Regions from separate parts of the Rattus norvegicus genome. Here region 2 is linked to region 1. The links are chromatin contacts, called in public Hi-C maps. All regions are on one chromosome and are shown on one strand. The core of a region is the stretch at or near the end of the contact, and the rest is flanking DNA. Distances in the headings are between cores, read along the strand shown. Region 1 holds the start of Cnksr3 (Cnksr family member 3). Region 2 has its middle 31 kb from the start of Scaf8.

Region 1 (3,682 bases), core at 792-3,291:
TACTCATCTATTTCCGTAGCTGCTTATCTAAAATCCCTCCTCTTTGATCTGCCAAACTTTCTCTGTAAAGTTTGCATTCAGGCTGGCAGTCAGCACACCCTAGAACTTTCACATGCTAACAGCTATAATTAAGGTAGAAGGCCTTATTTACATAGTAATTAGCCTGCAGGACTGGAAGAGTAAACACATTGCTAATTCATTTATATAGTTAATTGGTCTTTCGTTTTGGAGATTTTAAGTTGGCTCTCTTTGCATATTTTGTTTAATGTGCTGAGTGTAGATTGTGCTATCTGTGGGGTGAAATTCAGCAAGCTGGACTCTGGAATTCCAGCTTTTTAATGTTCCAGTACAACAAATGTAAAGGAACAAGAGGACATTGTCAAAACACCAAGTAAAATTCTACAGCAAAATCGTTTGATATAGCATTTGGTTCTCTTTGTGATCCAGGAGTTATATGGCCAGATTCATAGTCTATCAACTTAGTTATTGTTGTGTCCCCTTTCGTAGGCAGCACTGTTTTGTAGATGAGTTACTTGCTTGGTCATCCTAATCATATAGTTGTTTTCAAAACTGTAGGCATAGTTCCCACTGTGCAAAGGTCAAGACGGTTCTTCACTCTGGAGGCCATTAAAGATGGTTAAGGAAAGACAGGTGTCAAAGATCATTTCTTCCTTTTTTTTTTTTCTTCTGTTTTTCGGAGCTGGGGACCGAACCCAGGGCCTTGTGGTTGCTAGGCAAGCGCTCTACCACTGAGCTAAATCCCCAACCCCGATCATTTCTTTAAAAGAGGGCAAATACCAGGAATCTTCTCAAAGTCTTTGTCAAGTTTCTGGGTTGGGTAATTAATTACTTTTGTTTAAAAAAATCGCTATTTTTGGTACTTGTATGTCTTTTGTTGCATAGACAAATTGCACAGGAGGGCTAAGACAGTTTGTACACTATACACCCAGAACGCTCACTGTACAACAGAGATCTGGGTACTAGTGGCGAGTCTCACGTGTAATAAAGAACACCTATCCTAACAGAGCAAATAGGAACGCAGTGTTTAGAACAGGGGAGGCAACTGCAGGCATTTACTGAATGAATAAACACTCCCTTACGCCAGAAGCTAAGCAGTTGGAAGAGGAAGAACAGATCCAGCTCAATATACCCAAATACCAAGCAGCCTCTTCCTTGGATAGGGTTAATAGTAGCCAAGGGGAAGATGGGAATCAATAACTATAATTGAAAGAAGACTCACTAGGGGCCCTAAGAGTGTCTGCTTGTGTGTGGGAGGGAAAGCAAGGAGGGCAGGAGGGAGGTAAACACAGGTTATAGGGTTTTCCCCAGACCGGTGCCCTGTTTCCAAATTGAGGCTTGCAGTACAGAAAGGGTTTTCCTTCTCTTGTCAGAGACTGAAACTGGATAAGGTTCTGTTTTTTCTTTCTTTTCTTTTTGGCTCACTGACAAATTTCGCCTTAGGGTTAATGACTAATCTGAATCGAGCATTAGGTCATTTTGAAAATATGACTATTGCATTATGGCAAAACACAACTCGAAGAGCTGCCGTTCTAGTGTTATTAGAGCGAAGAGTTGATACAATGTAGCGGCCTTGAGAGCAGTGGTATACCGCCGTCCTTTTGTCCAAAGCACAACTGGCCTACTTTAGGAAACTTAAAAGACCCCTGAATGGCTAAATGAGATAGCGACTTGACGCTTTTAAAACAAGAACGTACACATCTCCAACCAAGAAACAAAGAAAAAAAACTGTTTACAGGATTCAGATGGTTCGGCTGCCACTAAACTGGGACCTCTTGGGAGCCAAGCGGCTCTCCAGGACTCCAGCAGCAGCTACAGCTCACTCCTTGAAAAGGAAAAGTAGAGCCGGGGAGTCCCAAGCTGGGATGCAGGAGGGAAAGCAATTGGAGTCCGCGTCATCGCGGCCCCGCCCCTCCCACGTGTTGCTCCCACTCGGCTCCGCCCCCTCCCACGTGTTGCTCCCGCTCCGCTCCGCCCCCGCTCTTATTCCGGGAGCAGCGAGCGGAGCAGAAACTTTGCTACCCGAGCGCGCAGGCTCTGCGTTTTTCCCCTCCCGGGCGGCCCGCGACGGTGGCGCAGGAGGTGGGACCCGCTGGCGGGAAGGCTCGAGGCACCGGCGCACGCGGAGTGAGGACCTCGGGAGCGGACACAGCTCGCAGGGGCTGCGGAGGGCCAGCCGACCTAGAAGTTCCCGGCCAGGAGAGTTCCACGCCTGAGCAGCCCCGGGCCTGGGGTCTGAGGTTGCAATCTTGCGCCCGCTGCTGCGGTGGTCACGGAGAAGCAGCTGTATCCCAGAGCTGCGTGGGGGAGAACTGCAGCTGGACGGCGGTAGCTGCGGGGAGCAGCCGTACCGGACACAGCTGTCCCGTACGTAGGGACCCAGGGCCGCACTCCCCTCGCTGAGCCGCTGCGCGATGGCTGGCTGACTGCGGCCATGCAGGCTTGAGCGGACGCCCGGGACACGCAAGGGACAACTGCGGGCGCAAGTTTCAGGACTCCGCCGTCGACTCCCCAGCCCAGCGGGTAGAGAAGCATCTTACCATGGAGCCCGTGACCAAGTGGAGCCCCAAACAAGTGGTGGACTGGACTAGAGGTGAGCGGGCCGTGAAGGACCCCGGCGTCCTGCAGCCGGGGAGCTGGGGCGGGCCAAGAGTTGGGCACTGGGGTGCTCGGCCCCTCCTGCGGGCGACAAAGCAAACTTCTGCGGAGCGGCTTATGCGCCCCTTTCTGATGCGCCTGCTCCGATCGTTTTCTTTTCGTGGGGGTGCGCGTTGTGTGCAGTCGACGGGACACCCATATTTAAGCCAGGGAGTTATATAGGATGGGAAGATCGCCTGGGAATGTGGGACTAGGGATTTGGCGCCAGGGTACTCACTGCTCTGTTCCGGTACGGTGCCCGAGACTTCTGCCTGTCGTTAAACGCAGAGGCACAAGGCGTCTTTGTGTGGGTGACTGCCCCTGGATCTAGTAAAGGTTGCGGGCCAGAAGCAATCCGCGGGCGTGACCCGGCAGATGGGCAGGTAGACCAAGACTCCTGCGGCCAGCCTAGCCTGTTTGTTTGGGTTGGAGAGGGCGAACTGGCTTTCGCGCCTGTGAGAACCTTAGCGCCAGGACTCCCGCAGAGGCAGGGACTCAGCTCTGAAGGTGCCAGGACCCCCAAGGGCGCAGCATTTGAGGCCAGTTAAGCACCGAGAGGGAGCTGAGGGTCTTGCATACAGTCCGGTTCTGTACAGTTCTTGGGAAGAGGAAACCAGTGGGTGCTGGGCGGTGCAGCAGGAGTGGAAGTGTCCCTGTTACTTTATCTTGTCTCTCATGATTGCTAGGGACAGTTGCCAGAGGTACTCAACTCTCTTTGTCCTCACCCTTTCGTGAAATCAACCACTGGAGTCTCAGGGGTCCCACTTCCTCACTTCAACATCTGTTTCAAGTTATCCAGACCCCCCCCCCCACCCCGCGGTTCCCCCCCCACCCCCCCGCTGGTCTTCCAGGTGAAGAATAAGTCACAGGAGTTGTAGTGTGCTTCACACTTGGCTAACTGCTCTGTCTTTGTCCATCTCCGCAGATGTGAAGTAGGTGATGCCGGTGTGTTCAGGTCATCTTTCAGACTGCCCTACCCATGGCTGTGGCACAGTGGAAACCCCATCCTGTCATTTCTCAAGCCAGA
Region 2 (3,682 bases), core at 824-3,323, 110 kb before region 1:
GGGAAGGATTGAAGGAGCCGAAGGGGATGACAACCCCATAGGAAGATCAACACTATCAACTAACCAGATCCCTCAGAGCTCCCAGGGACTAAGCCATCAGTCAAAGAGCATACATGGGCTGGACCGTGGCACCAGCTACACTTGTAATAGAGGACTGACTGCCTTGTCTGGCCTCAGTGGAAGAGGATGTGCTTGGTCTTGTGGAGGCTTGATGCCCCAGAGAAGGGGGTTGCTGGAGAGGTGAGGTGAAAGTGGGTGGGTGGGTGGGGGAGAACTCTCTTAGAGGAGAAGGGAGGATGGGTTGGGGGAGCTTGCAGAGTGGGGACCGGGAAGGAAGAACAACATTTGAAATGTAAATAAATAAAATAATAAAAAATTTCAAACATACATAAAGATATACTGAGGAGCTCATAGGTGACTTCAAACTCATGATCCTCCTGCCTCAGCCTCCTGAGTGCTGACATCACACCTCTATGCCTCTGTGTTTACCTGAGGTCCATGACTTTTAATAATTATGATTATCTAACATCACAGAATTCTCAGTTCTTAAGGAAAAGTGGTTCGGTGTGTTAATTGACTGGGACAGACCTTGGTGAAGCCACTGGATGTTGTATGACTGAGTACTGCTCATTTGGGAGCGTACAGGTTAGCAAGGGCTTCCAGGGCCTAGATGCAGTCGTTAGTGCTGTTTTAACCTCTCAGGAAAGCAAACGAGGTGAGGAGGTTGTGTTTACTCCTGCTGTGCTTGTCCCAGACAGTCTGAACAGGAGGTGCGCACTGAATTTCCTGCAGTGGTCCACAGTAATAGGAAGAACACAATTTATAGTACCCAGCTTTGGCCACCTTCTCTGACATTACTGTAATTGAAGTAGCTCAGAGGCACAAAAGGTCACATCGGGCATTTATGCAGAGTCCACTGAAGCTGTTTGTGAAGGCGCCTGGTGACTTTGTCCACGTGTCTTCTCAGAAACCTAGTTACGACGTCATTTTCCTTCCATGTTTCAGATTTCATTGTAAACAAAGCATTTTTTTTTTTTTAACTGATCAATGCCTTCCCTACCTACCCTGTTAAGCAGGAGGAGACAGTTGTTTAGTATCATGGTTAGGACTGATAAACTCACTCAGTCTTAAAAAAATGTTTATTTTCCCATGCATATACGTCTGTATATCTGTGTGTGTGTGTGTGTGTGTGTGTGTGTGTGTGTGTGTCTGTCTGTCTGTCTGTCTGTCTGTGTGCATGTCTTCCTCTGTTGCCCTTCCCTTTGTTTTTTGAGACAGTCTTTCATGGAGCATGATCTTGTCATTTTTCTGCTTGTCTGCTTGCCCAGTAGTCCCAGGATCCTCTGGTCCCTGGCCCTCCCTCCAGTGCAGGGATTGTAGGCATATATGAACTTGCCTGGGTTTTGTGCGTCTGCCAAGAATCCAGACCCAGATCCTCATGACTTTATGGTCTTATCTCTTTTGTTGTATGCTTTATTGGTCTCACCGTGTATCTCTGGCTATTCTGGAACTTGTATATAGAGCCAAGTTGGTCTTAAGCTTATAAGTATTTGTTTCCTGAGCACTGAGATCAAAAGTGTGCCTCCACAATGACACTCTCTACCACTCACTTGTGGGGTATTTTTAATGATTTATGTATATAACTTTATGTGCATTGGTGGTTTTCTTGCCTGTATGTCTATGCGAGGGTGTCATTTGGTCTAGAACTGCAGTTACAGACAGATGTGAGCTGATATGTGGGGGCTGGGAATTGAACCCCAGTCTGTTGGAAGAACTGCAGGTGCTCCTAACCACAGAGCCATCTCTCCAGTCCTTTTGTTAGGATCTGATCGTCACGCCACCTTCTACACCAGGTGGTAGGAGGCGGGAGTTCACAGAAGATGTGGAGTGGAGCCCATTCTGCAATCCGGTCCCTTCACACAGCATATGTTTCCCTCTCATTCGTAACTTCTGCGGCTCATCACTGGCTCTCCTACAAGTCAAGGTCCAAGAACTCTAATCCTGCCCCAGCCGGATGGTCCCCCCCGCCCCCACAGCCTTCCACAAATGAACTATCCTTCTCTAGAGAAGGTAGAAGATGGAAAGCGATGCTTCTGGTGAGGACCGGAGCCACGTCTGAGTCCTTACTAAGTCAGGGAACGCTAGCCCTGCAGCAGGCCTAGTCCCGAAGGCTCCTACGAAACTGGCCGAGCTGTGGATAAGCTTGCCTTCCTTGTCTCGGGCTTCGTTAGGGCCGCCTGAGTAATGATGTTGGCTTAAACAGGAGGTGAACGCAGATTGTGTCCTGCTGGAGGATAAGAAGGAACAAGCAGTCTGAAGTCACAAAGCACAGTTCCATTCTGGGTTACAGACTTGGAGATAGACATCTCATGACTAAGTTCTGGTTCCTGATGGGTGGGATACAGCCCTTTGGCTCTGCCTGGCCTGGTCTGTTGACACTGAGGAAAAGGGCTGCTGTGACAACAGAGAAGCACAGGCTGCACAGGAAGGCCTCCCTCGGTGCCCCAGCCACTCCCCTGCCCAGCCAGGACATGAGCAGCCAGAACACTGGGGAGTTTCCAGCTCTGCTTTGATGGTTCTTCCCTGGACGTCCCTCCTCCCAGAACAAAGTCTTCTTTTCCCGCACGATTACAAACAAGGTAAAGATTACACAGTACACCCCAAACGAGAAATGCCTAGCTGACCCACGAGTTCCCCCAACTCACAGAGTACCCTCTTTATTTCTGGTGAGTAAGAAACTCAGGCTACCATCATCCCTCGCTCTCCCACCATATACACCAAAGCTGCTTTGGGTGACAGACATCAGAGACGTTCTTCAACTGGGAGACAACAGAAGGACGAAACCCGGCTGAGTCCCGAGCGACTGCTTCTGTTCCAGGTGGAGTTGCCAGGACTGTGTGAGCTTTGCTTCTGCCAAGAGCTGATATGGAGGAACCTCACCCCTTCTCTTCTCCAGATCTGGGCTAGCTTTTCACCACCACCACCACCACCACCACCACCACCACCACCACCATCACCACCACCACCACCATCACCACCACCACCACCATCACCACCACCACCATCACCACCACCACCACCACCATCACCACCACCATCACCACCACCACCACCACCATCACCACCACCACCACCACCACCATCACCACCATCACCACCACCACCACCATCACCACCACCACCACCATCACCACCACCACCATCACCACCACCATCACCACCACCACCACCACCATCACCACCACCATCACCACCACCACCACCACCATCACCACCACCACCACCACCATCACCACCACCACCACCACCACCACCATCACCACCACCATCACCACCACCATCACCACCACCACCACCACCACCACCACCACCACCACCACCACCACCACTACCCCACATTGGCCGGTCACTCCCCTCTCCAGCTGGTAGGCTGTGATGAATTCACTTTTCGCCAAGTATGAATCTTGTCCAAAGCCTCCCCCATCTCTTCAGTGACTGTGTAAGGGACAGAAGTCCACTGTAGAAGACAGACCATACCTTTGTCATATTCTTTTTCTGTTTAGTTGACTGGCCAGCTGCCAGACACAGAAAGCCATGTCCTCAGCCCAGTATCATCAAGGTGGGAGCCTAACAGCATCTAGGCAGGCAGGTACAGGAGGAGCTGAGAGTTCTACATCTTCAC

What was found. Hi-C and Micro-C count contacts between places; a contact is called where the count stands out from the background.
Region 2: a Hi-C map of frontal cortex shows a contact between it and region 1, with 1.6 times the contacts expected there. The contact joins the enhancer-like site here to the promoter of Cnksr3 in region 1. A contact is called at or near these places in 2 of 12 Hi-C or Micro-C datasets (frontal cortex and mammary epithelial cells).

The regions. Positions count from the first base shown.
Region 1 is chr1:45,995,280-45,998,961 of GRCr8, reverse strand. Cnksr3 (Cnksr family member 3) reads left to right here and starts at 2,041. Exons shown (of 13, transcript NM_001012061.1): 1 at 2,041-2,611. The coding sequence starts at 2,560.
Region 2 is chr1:46,100,527-46,104,208 of GRCr8, reverse strand. No RefSeq gene overlaps it. Among named protein-coding and RNA genes, the nearest start is that of Scaf8, 31 kb to the left of the region's middle. Within about 2 kb of position 2,073, at least 20 of the 93 cell types and tissues checked have an H3K27ac peak or open chromatin away from gene starts, as enhancers often do.